3 separate regions of the Mus musculus genome follow, and regions 2 and 3 are each linked to region 1. The links are chromatin contacts, called in public HiChIP or PLAC-seq maps. All regions are on one chromosome and are shown on one strand. Each heading gives the region's core, a stretch centred on a gene start, on an enhancer-like site or on the middle of the called end of the contact. The rest is flanking DNA. Distances are from core to core; before and after follow the strand shown. Region 1 overlaps Pag1 (phosphoprotein associated with glycosphingolipid microdomains 1). Region 2 overlaps Gm33273 (a long non-coding RNA gene). Region 3 overlaps Pag1 (phosphoprotein associated with glycosphingolipid microdomains 1).

What was found. HiChIP or PLAC-seq counts read pairs in DNA pulled down with a chosen protein or histone mark.
Region 2: an H3K27ac HiChIP or PLAC-seq map of microglia shows a contact between it and region 1, with 5 times the contacts expected there. The contact joins two enhancer-like sites. A contact is called at or near these places in 1 of 15 datasets of contacts at CTCF or cohesin (CD8 T cells), 2 of 484 Hi-C or Micro-C datasets (neutrophils and uterus) and 4 of 115 datasets of contacts at active chromatin or transcription factors (the HPC-7 cell line, bone marrow-derived macrophages, effector CD8 T cells and 1 more).
Region 3: an H3K27ac HiChIP or PLAC-seq map of microglia shows a contact between it and region 1, with 3 times the contacts expected there. The contact joins two enhancer-like sites. A contact is called at or near these places in 3 of 15 datasets of contacts at CTCF or cohesin (CD8 T cells, the NIH/3T3 cell line and large pre-B cells), 6 of 484 Hi-C or Micro-C datasets (Th1 cells, bone marrow-derived dendritic cells, embryonic stem cells and 3 more), 2 of 115 datasets of contacts at active chromatin or transcription factors (bone marrow-derived macrophages and microglia) and 1 of 9 other capture datasets (embryonic stem cells).

Annotation. Positions count from the first base shown.
Region 1 is chr3:9,798,950-9,803,405 of GRCm38.p6, forward strand. All of the region lies in intron 1 of Pag1 (phosphoprotein associated with glycosphingolipid microdomains 1), which reads right to left. Among named protein-coding and RNA genes, the nearest start is that of Pag1, 33 kb to the right of the region's middle. Within about 2 kb of position 2,317, at least 35 of the 459 cell types and tissues checked have an H3K27ac peak or open chromatin away from gene starts, as enhancers often do. A contact at or near this core is called in microglia and neutrophils, where this site is marked.
Region 2 is chr3:9,876,578-9,881,003 of GRCm38.p6, forward strand. It overlaps Gm33273 (a long non-coding RNA gene), which reads right to left. Exons shown (of 3, transcript XR_387542.3): 3 at 4,051-4,426. Among named protein-coding and RNA genes, the nearest start is that of Gm33273, 6.5 kb to the right of the region's middle. Within about 2 kb of position 2,399, at least 32 of the 459 cell types and tissues checked have an H3K27ac peak or open chromatin away from gene starts, as enhancers often do. A contact at or near this core is called in microglia and neutrophils, where this site is marked.
Region 3 is chr3:9,711,582-9,716,009 of GRCm38.p6, forward strand. All of the region lies in intron 3 of Pag1 (phosphoprotein associated with glycosphingolipid microdomains 1), which reads right to left. Among named protein-coding and RNA genes, the nearest start is that of Gm33169, 51 kb to the left of the region's middle. Within about 2 kb of position 2,055, at least 5 of the 459 cell types and tissues checked have an H3K27ac peak or open chromatin away from gene starts, as enhancers often do. A contact at or near this core is called in microglia, where this site is marked.

The DNA.
Region 1 (4,456 bases), core at 1,067-3,566:
TTTTTTTTAGGGGATGGTATATATGGGTTTTGGAGGGGGTGGTATATATGGGTTTTGGAGGGGGTGGTATATATGGGTTTTGGAGGGGGTGGTATATATGGGTTTTGGAGGGGTGGTATATATGGGTTTTTTTGGAGGGGGTGGTATATATGGTTTTGGTATACGTTATTTAGTTGTATCTTATTTGTATACATCGCGTAGTTCTACGGTTTTCTGGGCATACATTATTTAGTTGTATATTTTTTCATGTACCTGTTTATTCTGGCAAAGTGAATATAACCTATTTAAAATCAACTTCAAAACTTTAAAATCTATTATTAATGATACTTTAAAAACAAATATCTGAAAAGACTTGATGCTAAGGCAGGAGCTATGAGTAAGCACTGAAGAGACTGCTGGAGGGGGTGCTCTGAGCCTAACTCAGCCTGGGCTACAGTTTAAAGCCAGCCTAAGTAAGAATGTCTCCAAACAACAACAGCAGCAACAGTACTCCAAAACAACCGTACTCTCCAAACAAAACAGCAAAAGCTGAGGCCAGTCAACTAATTCCTTGTATGTGGGAGACTTCTCTTTGCTGGGCCTTAGGAATGAACAAATAAAACCTTAGGTCTCTTTCCTGGCCAAGGTCTTGCCAAAGTATTCTTTCTATGCTACGAATTGGTGTGTCTTGAACACACTGAGCTATCTGAGTTTAGCACATAGGCTAAGTCAGGACAAATATCTAAAGGCAGAAATAGGTGTTCTACTGAGACATCAGGAAAAACTCACGGATGACAAAGTCCCAAGCCCAAGCATGGCTCTGTCAAGTGCGAGCCTCTGCCATTCTTGAGCCTGTGCCTGTCCTCTCCAGCAGCCAGTGCTGTGGCTGACAACGCACCGGGCACTACTGCATTCTCTGACAACATCGCCCTCCTACGGAGACTGCGTGATTCCCACTCACAGAGGAGAAAACTGAAGCATGGAGAGGTCAGAGCTAGGACAGTGAGAGACAGAGACAATTCCAACAGTTCAGCTCTAGATTTCACACTCAGACCCTCACCCCTGCCTCCATTCCACTCCTTTCACCCACTCCTTTATCCTCTTTCTTACAGATGCTGGGGCATAAGGTCACTAGAACCTCTCCTTCCAACAGCAATCACATAAATTAGCAGCCAGATGGCGAGCTTTAATCCCAAGTAGCACTTTCATTTTTCCATCTCTTTCTTTCTCTTTCTACTTTTCCTTATGTAAATTTCTTTTCTTTGCTAAATATTTCTTTCTTTTCATAATAATAGGGGAGCAGCCCCCCAATACCATAAATTATGCAGTGGTTGTTTCCACATTTGGGGAGGTCAGCATATGCAGGGTGCTGAGGCCCAGCCTCACCTCAGAAAGCCACCTTTATAACCAAGCTCTCCCTCCCTCCCTCCCTCCCTCCCTCCCTCCCTGCCTTTCTCTCTCCCTCCCTCCCTCCTCCCCCACTCTTCCCTCCCTCACATCTGTGTATTACAAGTGTCCAGAGAATCCAGAAGACAGTGTTGGATGCTCCTGGAGCTGACACTAGGTAATTGTGGGTCACTCAGTGTAGGCATTGGGAGCTAAACTCCAGTCCATTGCAAGAGCCGCAAGTCCTAACATCTGAGAGATCTCTCTAGTGGCCACCTTATCCTAGTACCTATGACAGGGCTAGGAGTGGAACCTGAGGTCTTAACCACGTGAGACAAGTGCTCGCCTACTGATTATATCCCTAGTCCTCCATTCTTACTTTGGATCCATGGGAAAAGCCAAATAGAACACGGAAGCCACTTCTCTAGGTAGCCTGAAAGGCTATTACAGTCATGGACTCTGGCCATCCTTCAATCCTGCACTAACCATCTACTTTCCTTTTAGTTCTGCCATATACTCCTTGCTCAGACAAACAGCCTGTCTAACTGTACCATAGTACGCAATACTATTGTGCTTAGAAAATACCAAGTTACTTGGGAGTTCAATATCAAACATAATGGCTTTACTTCTGATGTCTACTTTGTAACAAAATGTGCTAAGTGTTGCCAAGTTTCTCAATCAGAATAGCTTATTAATCATGGCCACCATAGTAAATTCCTTCTGTAACGTTCTTCTATTTCCTTTGTGTTAACCCCTTTAGACCGAGTTAATAAAACCCAGGAAAGTCTTTCCACTTCGGGTCCCCTAAGAAGAGAGACCAGCAAGAGTCGGTCGGGTGGGAGGCTCTGAGTTATAGAACTAAAATGGCTCATTAGAAAATCAGACACTGAGGAAACATTTCCTCTTACACGAACCAAATCATGTAAGACACGAACTATAATCAGCCACAAGCCTTCTGTTGAAACCCCAGAGAAACCACTAGGAAATCTTTAGCAAGAAATGTTACAGTAATTGTAACAATAAAGAAGATAGCCTCCCACAAGGGGAAGGAGAAAAATGTAGCTGCTGGCTCCTGTTTCCTTTCAGTGTCTCAGAATGTTACCTGACACTGATGGGGACAGTGCGGAGGAGCACAAGCCTTCCATGGAAGAGCAACCCTTAGACAGTTATGATTTGGGGAAGTATTTTGGGAGTGAATTTTCTATTTCTTCCTAAGAGAAGTTAGAAATCTGGAGTTTCTATTATACTTTACAATGCTTAAATATATGCTACCAATATAAGCAAAAAAAAAAAAAACAAAAAAAAACAAAAAACAACTTTACTAGCATTAAATGGGTCAACAAAATATACTTGAGGTCCTGTATACCCCCCACTTTTAATAAAATGTCTATTCCTTTGGCCCATTTCTTCTTTCTCACAGTGCCCTTGTGTTGTGTGGAATAGAATCCAGAACATTAAGCATGCGAGGTGAGTGCTAAGTTACCCCTCCAGGCCATATACCCGTGAGTATGCTCTAACAGCATCACTTCCTGTTCCTGTTGCTGGAGTTTCCCTAGCCCTCTGTTTTGCAAACAGGCTTTACAATTATTCTCTTCCACTCTGTAGCTTGTCTTTTCAAACCCCTAACAAGGTTTTCTGCTAGGCAGGTTTTAGAGACATCTTACTTATCAGTATTTCCTCTTATTTATTCTTTCATGTAAGTGCTTTTGGGTCTATCTATCCTCAGGTGAGTGAGTATCTTGTATGACTCAGCTCTGACTTTCTATCTGATTCCTCTGATGTTCATCCTTCTTTCGATGCCACTTGTTCAGCTCCTTCACAATTGTTAGAGTTATTCTAGCCCTGGTCTTTCTATATACATTTTAGGATAATTTTGCCTAGGTCTACAAAAAACTCTTGCTGAGATTTTGAGAGAAACTGTGTTAAGCCAGCACAGCAGCTCTGGAGGAATCAGCATCTTCACTACGTGGGGTCTTCTCACCCACGGCGGCACCCTGCTTCATCAGCACACGGGATCTTCTCACCATGACCACACCCTGCTTCATCAGCACACGGGGTCTTCTCACCATGACCACACCCTGCTTCATCAGCACACGGGATCTTCTCACCATGACCACACCCTGCTTCATCAGCACACGGGGTCTTCTCACCATGACCACACCCTGCTTCATCAGCACACGGGATCTTCTCACCATGACCACACCCTGCTTCGTCAGCACACGGGGTCTCACCATGACCACACCCTGCTTCATCAGCACACGGGGTCTCACCATGACCACACCCTGCTTCATCAGTACCCAAGTTTCAATGCACAAGCTCTTCTGAGATTACACCCAATATTTTTTTCATCTTTTCTGTTTTAATATTCTCCCCTATGAACCTTTATCCTTCTTTGTCCTGTTATCCATTTGTGCATGCACATCGGACAGTTACAAATTTGTGTGTGTCACTCTCATATAAAACTTAGGGAAGTTCTCAGGAGGCAGAGGCAGAGGCAGAGGCAGAGGCAGAGGCAGAGGCAGAGGCAGAGGCAGAGGCAGAGGCAGAGGCAGAGGCAGAGGCAGAGGCAGAGGCAGAGGCAGAGGCAGAGGCAGAGGCAGAGGCAGAGGCAGAGGCAGAGGCAGAGGCAGAGGCAGAGGCAGAGGCAGAGGCAGAGGCAGAGGCAGAGGCAGAGGCAGAGGCAGAGGCAGAGGCAGAGGCAGAGGCAGAGGCAGAGGCAGAGGCAGAGGCAGAGGCAGAGGCAGAGGCAGAGGCAGAGGCAGAGGCAGAGGCAGAGGCAGAGGCAGAGGCAGAGGCAGAGGCAGAGGCAGAGGCAGAGGCAGAGGCAGAGGCAGAGGCAGAGGCAGAGGCAGAGGCAGAGGCAGAGGCAGAGGCAGAGGCAGAGGCAGAGGCAGAGGCAGAGGCAGAGGCAGAGGCAGAGGCAGAGGCAGAGGCAGAGGCAGAGGCAGAGGCAGAGGCAGAGGCAGAGGCAGAGGCAGAGGCAGAGGCAGAGGCAGAGGCAGAGGCAGAGGCAGAGGCAGAGGCAGAGGCAGAGGCAGAGGCAGAGGCAGAGGCAGAGGCAGAGGCAGAGGCAGAGGCAGAGGCAGAGGCA
Region 2 (4,426 bases), core at 1,149-3,648, 78 kb after region 1:
CCTGAATGGATCCCAGAGGCTGGTCGGCAGGGGTTCCTCAGTCCTGGTTTCTGCTGGCACAAGATCCTCCTTGATTCTTTGGAGCTGATATTGCGTTCCACTCACCCGTGATCCCGAGGTTCTGTAGCCTGGAGAACACTCAGGAGCCCTTAGAGGCCTCAGCTGGGCTCAGAAGGAAGATGGCCAGGCATCACATGAGATTTTGATCTTAGACATCTTGATTGGTGTAAGGTGGAAGCTCAGGGTCATTTTGATTTGCATTTCTCTGATCATTAAGGACTTTGAACACTTCTTTAGGTGCTTCTCAGCCATTCTTCAGTCCTGAATTCTCAGTTTAGTTCTATACCCCATTTTTTGATTGGGTTGTTTGGGATTTTTGGTGATTAACTTCTTGAGTTCTTTATATATTTTGGATATTAGCCCTCCATCAGATGTGGGGTTAGTGAAGACTTTTTCCCAAATTGTAGGTTGTCCATTTGTCTTATTGACTATGTCCTTTGCCTTACAGAAGCTTTTCAGTTTTATGAGGACCCGTTTATCAATTCTTGATCGATGATAATTCTATCAGAGAATTTCTCCAGCTGATAAACAACTTCAGTAAAGTGGCCAGTATAAAATTAACTCAAATAAATCAGTAGCCTTCCTTTATACACAGGATAAACAGTCTGTGAAAGAAATTAGGGATCCAACTCCCTTCACAATTGTCAAAACTAATATAAAATATCTTGGGGTAACTCTAACCAAATAAGTGAAAGACTTGTATGACAATAACTTCAAGTCTCTCAAGAAAGAAATCAAAGATTTCAGAAAATGGAGAGATCTCCCATGTTCATGGATTGGCAGATTTAACATAGTAAAAATGGCCATCCTACCAAAGGTAATCTATAGATTCAGTGCAATCCCCATCAAAATCACAACACAATTCTTCAAAGACATGGAAAGAGCGATTCTCAAATTCATCTGGAAAGGCAAGAAACCTAGCATAGTGAAATCAATTCTTAACAATAAAAGAACGGCTGGGGGAATCTCCATTTCTGACCTCAAGCTTTACTACAGAGCAATAGTGATAAAAACTGCATGGTATTGGTACAGAGACAGACACATTGATAAATGGAATAGAATTGAAGACCCAGAAATAAAACCACACACTTGTGGTCATTTGATCTTTGACAAAGACTCCAAAAATGGAGAAAAGGAAGCATCTTCAGTAAATGGTGCTGGTCTAACTGGCTGTCTGTATGTAGAAAAATGAAAAATAGACCCATATTTGTCAGTTTGCACAAAGCTCAAGTCCAAGTGGATCAAGGACCTCAACATAAAACCAGATACACTGAATCTAATAGAAGAGAAAGTGGGAAAGAGCCTTGAACTCACTGGCACAGGGGGAACTTTCCTAAACAGAACTCCAATGGCTCATATTCTAAGATCAAGAATTTTTTTTTTCATGAATCATGAATAACTTGACCTTTTGGAGTTGGAAAATAAATCAGGAAAGAATCAAAGGGGGAGGCACACTGTTTTAAGAACATCAGAAAGGCTGTGTGCATTCAGAAACTCATCTGTTTTTCTCTGAGTCTATAGAGCGCTCAGCTCAGAGAGCTATTGAATACAAAGGTAGGAAGATAGCAGAGTGGTCTCAAACTGTGATGGCATTCCCAGGGCTCCCACTCTCCCATCAGATTAGCTGCTGTGTTGTACTTTAGGCTTCAGGGGTGGGGGTGGGGGGCCAGTATTAATGCATGCTCATGTCTCTGATGTGTCAATTTTCTGTCAGAAACTCCTGATAGGATTACTAGCCATGGACCATGTTAACAAGTGTGTGTGTGTGTGTGTGTGTGTGTGTATGTGTGTGTGAGAGAGAGAGAGAGAGAGACAGAGAGACAGAGAGACAGAGAGAGAGAGACAGAGAGAGAGAGACAGAGAGAGAGAGACAGAGAGAAAGACACAGAGAGAGAGAATCAGAGAGACAGAGAGAGATTGAAAGAGAGAGGGAGGCATACTGTCATTTCTTGCTTGGATTCAGGGCTTTGGCAAAAATGGTCTTTCTTCTCTATTCTTTTTACACAGCAATTTAGGGCTAGAAATAGACCACTCAATTATGCTTCTCTCTCAATAATGACTATGGAGGATGCTTCTTTTCTGTATGATTAGAACAGTTGGATGGCTTTATTGACATCAAGGAATTGAGGGAGAGGAGAGCACTGGAGAGTCCTTTAAGGTGGCAAAGTTTAAGGACATACATTCTGTTATCTCATTGCTTCTTACGTTTATGACAAGGAAGTGGGCTTTAGTAATAAAGAGCCTGTGAGACAGGTAAACTCCTCCAGAGAATGTTCTAGTCCATTCTGGTTTACGGGGTAAATAGGGAAGTGTTTGGGGAGGAGAAAACAAAACAGAAACGGACTGCAGCGAGGAGGGCTTGAGCCACAGCGGTTTCCCTATCTGGCAGAGTTGCATCCTCTCCCTCTCTCTAATCATTCATTGCCTTTTCTGGGGTTGGGATGAAAGGGCCCCTGGCAGGAGTGGCCATTGCTGTTGCTATTAGTTATGCAAGCTCTCAAGTTCTGCAGCCATATTCCCCTCTTCCAAGGTTGCTGTGTCTGCTGTTGAGCCCTGATCTGGATTTCATTTGTCTCCGAGAAGATGATTTAAATCCTAGAAATCTTTTGGGGGAGAAAACGCTATTATTGGCTATTGGATCTAACCCTTGGCCACTGTTATATGAGGGTTTTTTTGCTGTTATTGTTCTTATTGATACTTGTGTGTGGTGCTGGGACTAAAAGGACTTTGCCACTGCTGGGGATGGCATCTCCCACTCGGCTACAGCCAGTGCCAGGTACCAGAACTTGGGTAGGCCACCTTTGGTGGAGTTTCAGAACATGGGCTGTGATGTGGGTGGTGTTTTAAGAGCAGCCAGCTGGTTCTCAAAGGGGGAGAAACCTGGGGAACAAGGAAGGTGAGGAAAGCACACAATTTAAAAAGGGTGACAACTTCCCTGTTTGCTTGTTTCTAAAACCAGGGCAAGTGTTAGCAATGAGGGAGAGGACTGTTTGAAAGCTTCAAAACAAGCTGGTGCAATAAATTATGAAATTGGATGCAGCCAAAGACCTGTGACACACAGCATCCACCCTCAGAAAGATGGCTTCCCTTTGCCCTACCAGATTGCTTGTGATAGAGAAGTTGAGTAAGAATCTTGTTTTACAGTAACCTGTTGCGGTAAATCTCCTCCCAAATACACCCCGGCAAGGAAAACACAACACAATTAGTATGAATACATGCTGTGAGCCTAGATTGGGCAGATCTACCGTTACACTACCATCTTCTACAGCTTATGAGACCCCTTAGAACTTGCGGTTTCTCCAGGCCATGTGCTTCTGCTCTGCTTTTCTTCTTCCTCCTCCTCTGCGTCCTCTCCCTCTTCCATTTTCTCCACCACCACCTTCCCTTTTATCTGCCCAATCATCAGCTCTCCTTTATTTTACAAATTAAGGTGGGAAGCAGGTTTACTGGAAATCACCTGAGTGTTGACTCTTTGCTTGTTAGAGGCTACTCACTGGAGAACAGAATTAACATCAAATATAATTAGCCCCAGGGCCATCCACAACAGTAACTGGTCTCAAATCCCCCATCACTGTCTCCTGGACCAAACCCTGTCCTCACTAATCCCCAGTCTTAGTGGCGGCATCAGTTGTATGTTGTTAAATACACAGTCAAATCTTTTCTCTAATCATTTGTCTCAAATTTTCATGTTTTTAAAGGTTGGAGATGATGAACTTTTGGTGTTGTTAAATTAGAAATAAAACCCAAGAAGGGGGACATTTGAATATTTGAAATAATGTATTTTATTTCTGCCATTACCAGAGTAGCATCTAAACCTTGTCAATCAGCTATTACTAAACCTTAATGTAAATGAAATAAAATTCAAAAGAATATAACTCATAAAAGAGTAAGACATTTCAAAGAGTTAATTAAATTATCCTTTAATATAAACAACTAAATTAAATAAGAAATATGGTTAAAAAATTATCAATACTCATCCAACCATTGGTTATACACAGAAAGGAAAGAGAAAGGTGACCAAGAAGACACGTAGCATGTGCCTAACTCTAAAAGTCATTTTAATTTAAGCATCACTATGTACATTTTTGCAGCAGGAATTTAAAGATATATTTTTGGAACACTTAACTATCAAGTTAAATTAGACACAACTGGAGAATCTCTTTCTAAATTTGTAACTCATTAAGATAATTTTTCATTTTAGGATCGCCAATCTAGCTCTTTTCAAGGCATTGGAAAGTTTGAAAGTGTGTTTAGATTTAGAAGTGCAACTTTCCATACTCATAGTTGTTTTCCAATCAATATTTTAAACAGCTCTCTTGTCTTCCTCAATGACCTTTCTGAAAAGCATAAAGTGTCCTAAAGTGAG
Region 3 (4,428 bases), core at 805-3,304, 88 kb before region 1:
GCTCCTGCTGTCAGTACCAGGTATGCAAACTGTGTATGGGTTACAAATGAACCAACCAGACAAGTTAACAGTCAGGAGGAGCAAAATTCTCTGGTAAATCCCTGCCCTATGTAAAATGATGGATGTGTGGGCCAGGGGATGAACCCCAGGACAGCCCTTTCATGCCCTCTGTCCTAACTTCACTTCTGTCACTGTGGTAAGATATCACGATGATGATGACGATGACTATGACCACCAGCACCTGCACCCGCACCCGCACTGGCACCGGCACCTGCACTGGCACCCACACCCGCACCGGCACCGGCACCGGCACTAGCACCAGCACCAGCACCAGCTAGTGCTAGGCAGGGAGGGGAACGTCTTCTTTAAGTGCTTTTCCTCATTTTGATTTAGTGTGGATTTGGGGGTGGCGGGGGGGGGGGTGAGGAGAAGAGGAGGACAAGAGAAGAGAGAAGGTTTGTTATTTCTAGCAGCCTGTGCTGCACATACTCCAGACAGAGCTGGGATTCACTGAGCATCTGGGTCAAGGTGACGTAGCCTGTGATCAGAGGGTGGCAGAGGAAGAGGCTTTGCTTGCCTCAGGCCATGAGGGACATCTCAGCAAGCATGCAATTGGATTTGGGGATCCTTCCTTTTTTGCTGCATGCTTGCTTATTTGACCTGGCGGAAAAGGACTCTGAGGGCAGGGATGAAGTCATCTCTTTTCCCTTAAAAACCTCAGCATCTTCATAATCTGAAAACTAGGTTCTGGTCAGGATGCTTCCGGGAAGACTAGCAAGGGCACTCTCAGATGCAGGGGTGGCTTACATGGCAAGGGAGAGAAGCCGAAGGAGCCCAGGGTGTCCTGGGGCCAGACCCTCACTCTGGAACCAGCAAAGTGGATCGTTCTGGGGACAGCCATACCACTACCACTTGAGCATGAGTCTCAGAGCCAGCAGTCTCCCCGTTAACTCTCACACACGACCACTCCCTGTCCCCCTCCCTTGAGAGTTCTACACACTGACAGCCTCATCTACCGTCTCCTCTGACACTGTCCTGTCCTTTAGCGCTCAGCTTCCAGGCTTCTGGAACAGGTCCCCTCTTCTTACAACCCTTTCTCCCTCCAAATTTAGTTACGGCCCCATCTTAGAAGGAATTTTTCTGTCTACCATTACTCAAAATTGAGCACTTCAGTGTCTCTTCCATGGGTCTCTCTGTGTGTCCCACAGTGGGCATTCAGAATGCATCTTCAGAAGGAAGTGTTCCAAGGTGGCAGAGCGTCAGGATTTCTGAGGAGGCCTCGAGCAAGAAGTTGCTTTTCTCAGCTTTCAGGCTGGCTTTCTATGAGGAGCAGGAGTGATACAGGTTTGCTTGCCAGGCCACTGGGACACAGCAAACTGATCCTCTGTGTCTCTCTGTGCACAGACAGCACCAATCACCTTCCTTTACCCAGGCTCCCAGAACCCGAGGAGGAGGCTATACACCAGCTGGGACTCCAGTCTTCAGAGAAATCCACCAGAACCATAGATGAGTCAATATCATCAGCCTCTTACCTTGTGATTAATAGCAGATTTATATTTAATAATGCGTCTATGTGTGGGTTTGTGTCATGGAGGCCAGGGGTGTCAGACATCCTAGACTGGCATTGCAGGAAGTTGTGGGACACCTGGTATAGGTGCATGGCTGAACTCTGAGGCACTGTGTACTCTTAGCCACAGAGCCACCTTTCCAGCCCATCTAGTTTATGTTTTATTTAATCCTGTGGGCCTTTGTGTTAATGGCCTTGTCAGAGAAGGGCTTCCTACTCCACCAGCCCTCAGTACTCTCAGAGGCCATCCAGAGCTGGCCTCATATCCCCCATGCAGGATGGCAGACTGTGAAGGTGAGGGAGCTACAGCCATCATCCTCTGGGATGACGCCCAGTTTGTCCACCGCTCATTCTCCTGGGGCATCGATCCCTGGCTGTCGTCTGTGGGAGTCAGGGCACTTTGCAGCAGCTCGGCTGTGATGCATGTGGTATTCACCTGCAGACGCTTCCTGAGCCCAGTGCTAGCTCCCGTCACACTCAACTGAGCATTGCTTCACACCCACTTTATTTGGCTTCTGAGGTTCGCTGACTCAGCCTTTGTTTTCAGAGTAATAACAAGACAACAAAAACAAACTTCTGCTTCTTTATTTGAAAAGTGAACTCTTCCTCATAAATGTCTCCCAGCCAAATCCTCCTCTTATAGCTCACAGTACTTCCAAAGCTCAGATCTGTGGCTAAGAGATGGCTCAGTCAGTAAAGTGCTTGATGCACAAGCGTGAGAACTGGGTTTGGACCCCTGGCATGGACACAAAATCCAGCCTTGATCAGTGCTGGGAGTAAAACGACATGAGAGTTCGCTCTGCCGCCAGTGGGTATAGCACAAATGGTAAGCTCCAACCTCAGCGAGAGACCCTGCCTCAGAAGTAAGGTGGGCTGTAAGAGGATAACATCTGCTGTTGACCTGGAGCCTCTGCAGCTACAGGCACATGCAGCACACATGCATGAGGACAGGGGTAATTCTTAGTGCCCTCTGTTGCATCACTGATACCACTGTATATCCAAAAATGCTCAACCCTCAGGACTGGAGAAGCAAAACTTAAGACCAGAGATGGCAGCAGACTGTCTGTAATAGCCTCTCTGTGCCACAGCAATCCATCCCCACGGTGCAGGAGACGAAGGATGGAGCATGGCTTGTGCAGCACAGTGTCTGACACAGCAGTCCTGAACATCACTTCCAGGGAGTGTGTTGAAAACGCACCCGCACCCTTCTGGCCTGGCTTGCTTGCACAGGCCTGTAATCTTAGCTACTCACTGATGACTTGAAGGGTCTAGTTCAGCCATTGTGCAGGGGCTGCATTTCAAGGTGCTGTCTGGAGGGTAACCCATGACCTTCACCTCAGCTCATGTCATAAGATACTTGAGTTTTGTCAGTAGAACCTTTGTCATCTGTATTAGTTGGGTCCTGTTCTCCCACCCATTCCCATGCTCCCAGAAATAAGACTCAGACTCCAAATATATCTACAGAGACCTTGACCATATAGCTGGAGTCTTTTCTGGCTAGATATAAGTTAAAACATCCCATTTATTTTAATCAACACTCTGCCAATTGGCTGCTTACCTGTGCTCAGGTCCCACACATTCATCTTGTCACAGCTTTCCAGGTGAATCTCTCATGCCTGGTTCTTTCCTAGAACTCTTTCTGCCTCCCAGATGTCTCTCCTTCTATTCTACCCTTTCCTATAGGCCATAGGCCTTTAAATTGACAGATGATGCATCCATACAATACACAAGATAGAGAGCTGGAGGATTTGTGGCCAGTTCCCTGGTGCTGAAACCTGGCCATCACCTTGCTTGAAGAGCATGTGACCAGAAGTCTAAGCGTTCACTCTTCCCACAGCACTTAACTACAAGGCTGTTGTGTCTGTCCAATGACTGAGAGACGTTCAGGGAGTAGACACTCTGTGCTGTGTGCAGCCTCTGCTCTATGCACTCCCACTGAGCTGCTCCCCAGGCCTTCCTCAGTTTCCCCTTTTGAGAAATGTTGTCATTTTAGAGTCCTTCCCAGCTTCTAGCTTCTCCTGTCTTATGAGTATGGCTGTGTTTCTCAGAGTCAGAGCCAACAATTCAGAACTGTGTATATAGGCACAAAAGCTGCACTGGTGGTTCTTAAGGACTGTCTGAGTGTCTCAGAAAGTGTCATGGGAAGTATTAGTGAGCCCAACCAGTTAAACAGATGCCGTAAGGGAAAAAACAAATCACAGGCAGTCTTTGTGGCCAGCATGTAGTGGCAGGAAGCAACCCCACACTCCTTCCAGAGCATCAGGCCATGATCTATGGTGTATGCTGACTTGTCCTCAGTGCTCCATGGCATTATACTTTATGACTCATTACAGGCACATACTTGTAATTCTAGCCTAGTAGGCTGAAGCAGGAAAACTGGCAATTAGGGTTCAGCTTGGGCTACGTAGTGAAAAACGTGTCTCTCCAGAAATCATGAAACAAAGAAAAAGAAAGCCCATCCTTAGCCTAGGCACGTATTCATGAGCTATCCAACAGCCTCTAAGAAACACGCCAGAACAGGGCAAAGCCCAGGGATTCAATGTAAACCAGGGATTCCTGTAAACCAACGCAGACACTCCTGCCGGATGGGGTCCGAAGCTCTTTGCTTGTTCTTTGGAAACCCTACAGATGGCAGGCTTGAGCGGGAGCCATTTCAGTGTGTGCTCAGCCTGGGATGTCCTGAAGTTATGACATTCCAGAGCCTGCCCCTACTGGTCAGGAAGTAGCTCCTTGGCTTGGTCCTACTGGCTTCTTGACTCATACCTCTGGACACTTCTAATTCTTTTATATTCTCATTCCCTAACTGTCAACTGTGTGCTAAGCAGGACACATCCAATCTTGAGCTGAGAAATAGGTCAACT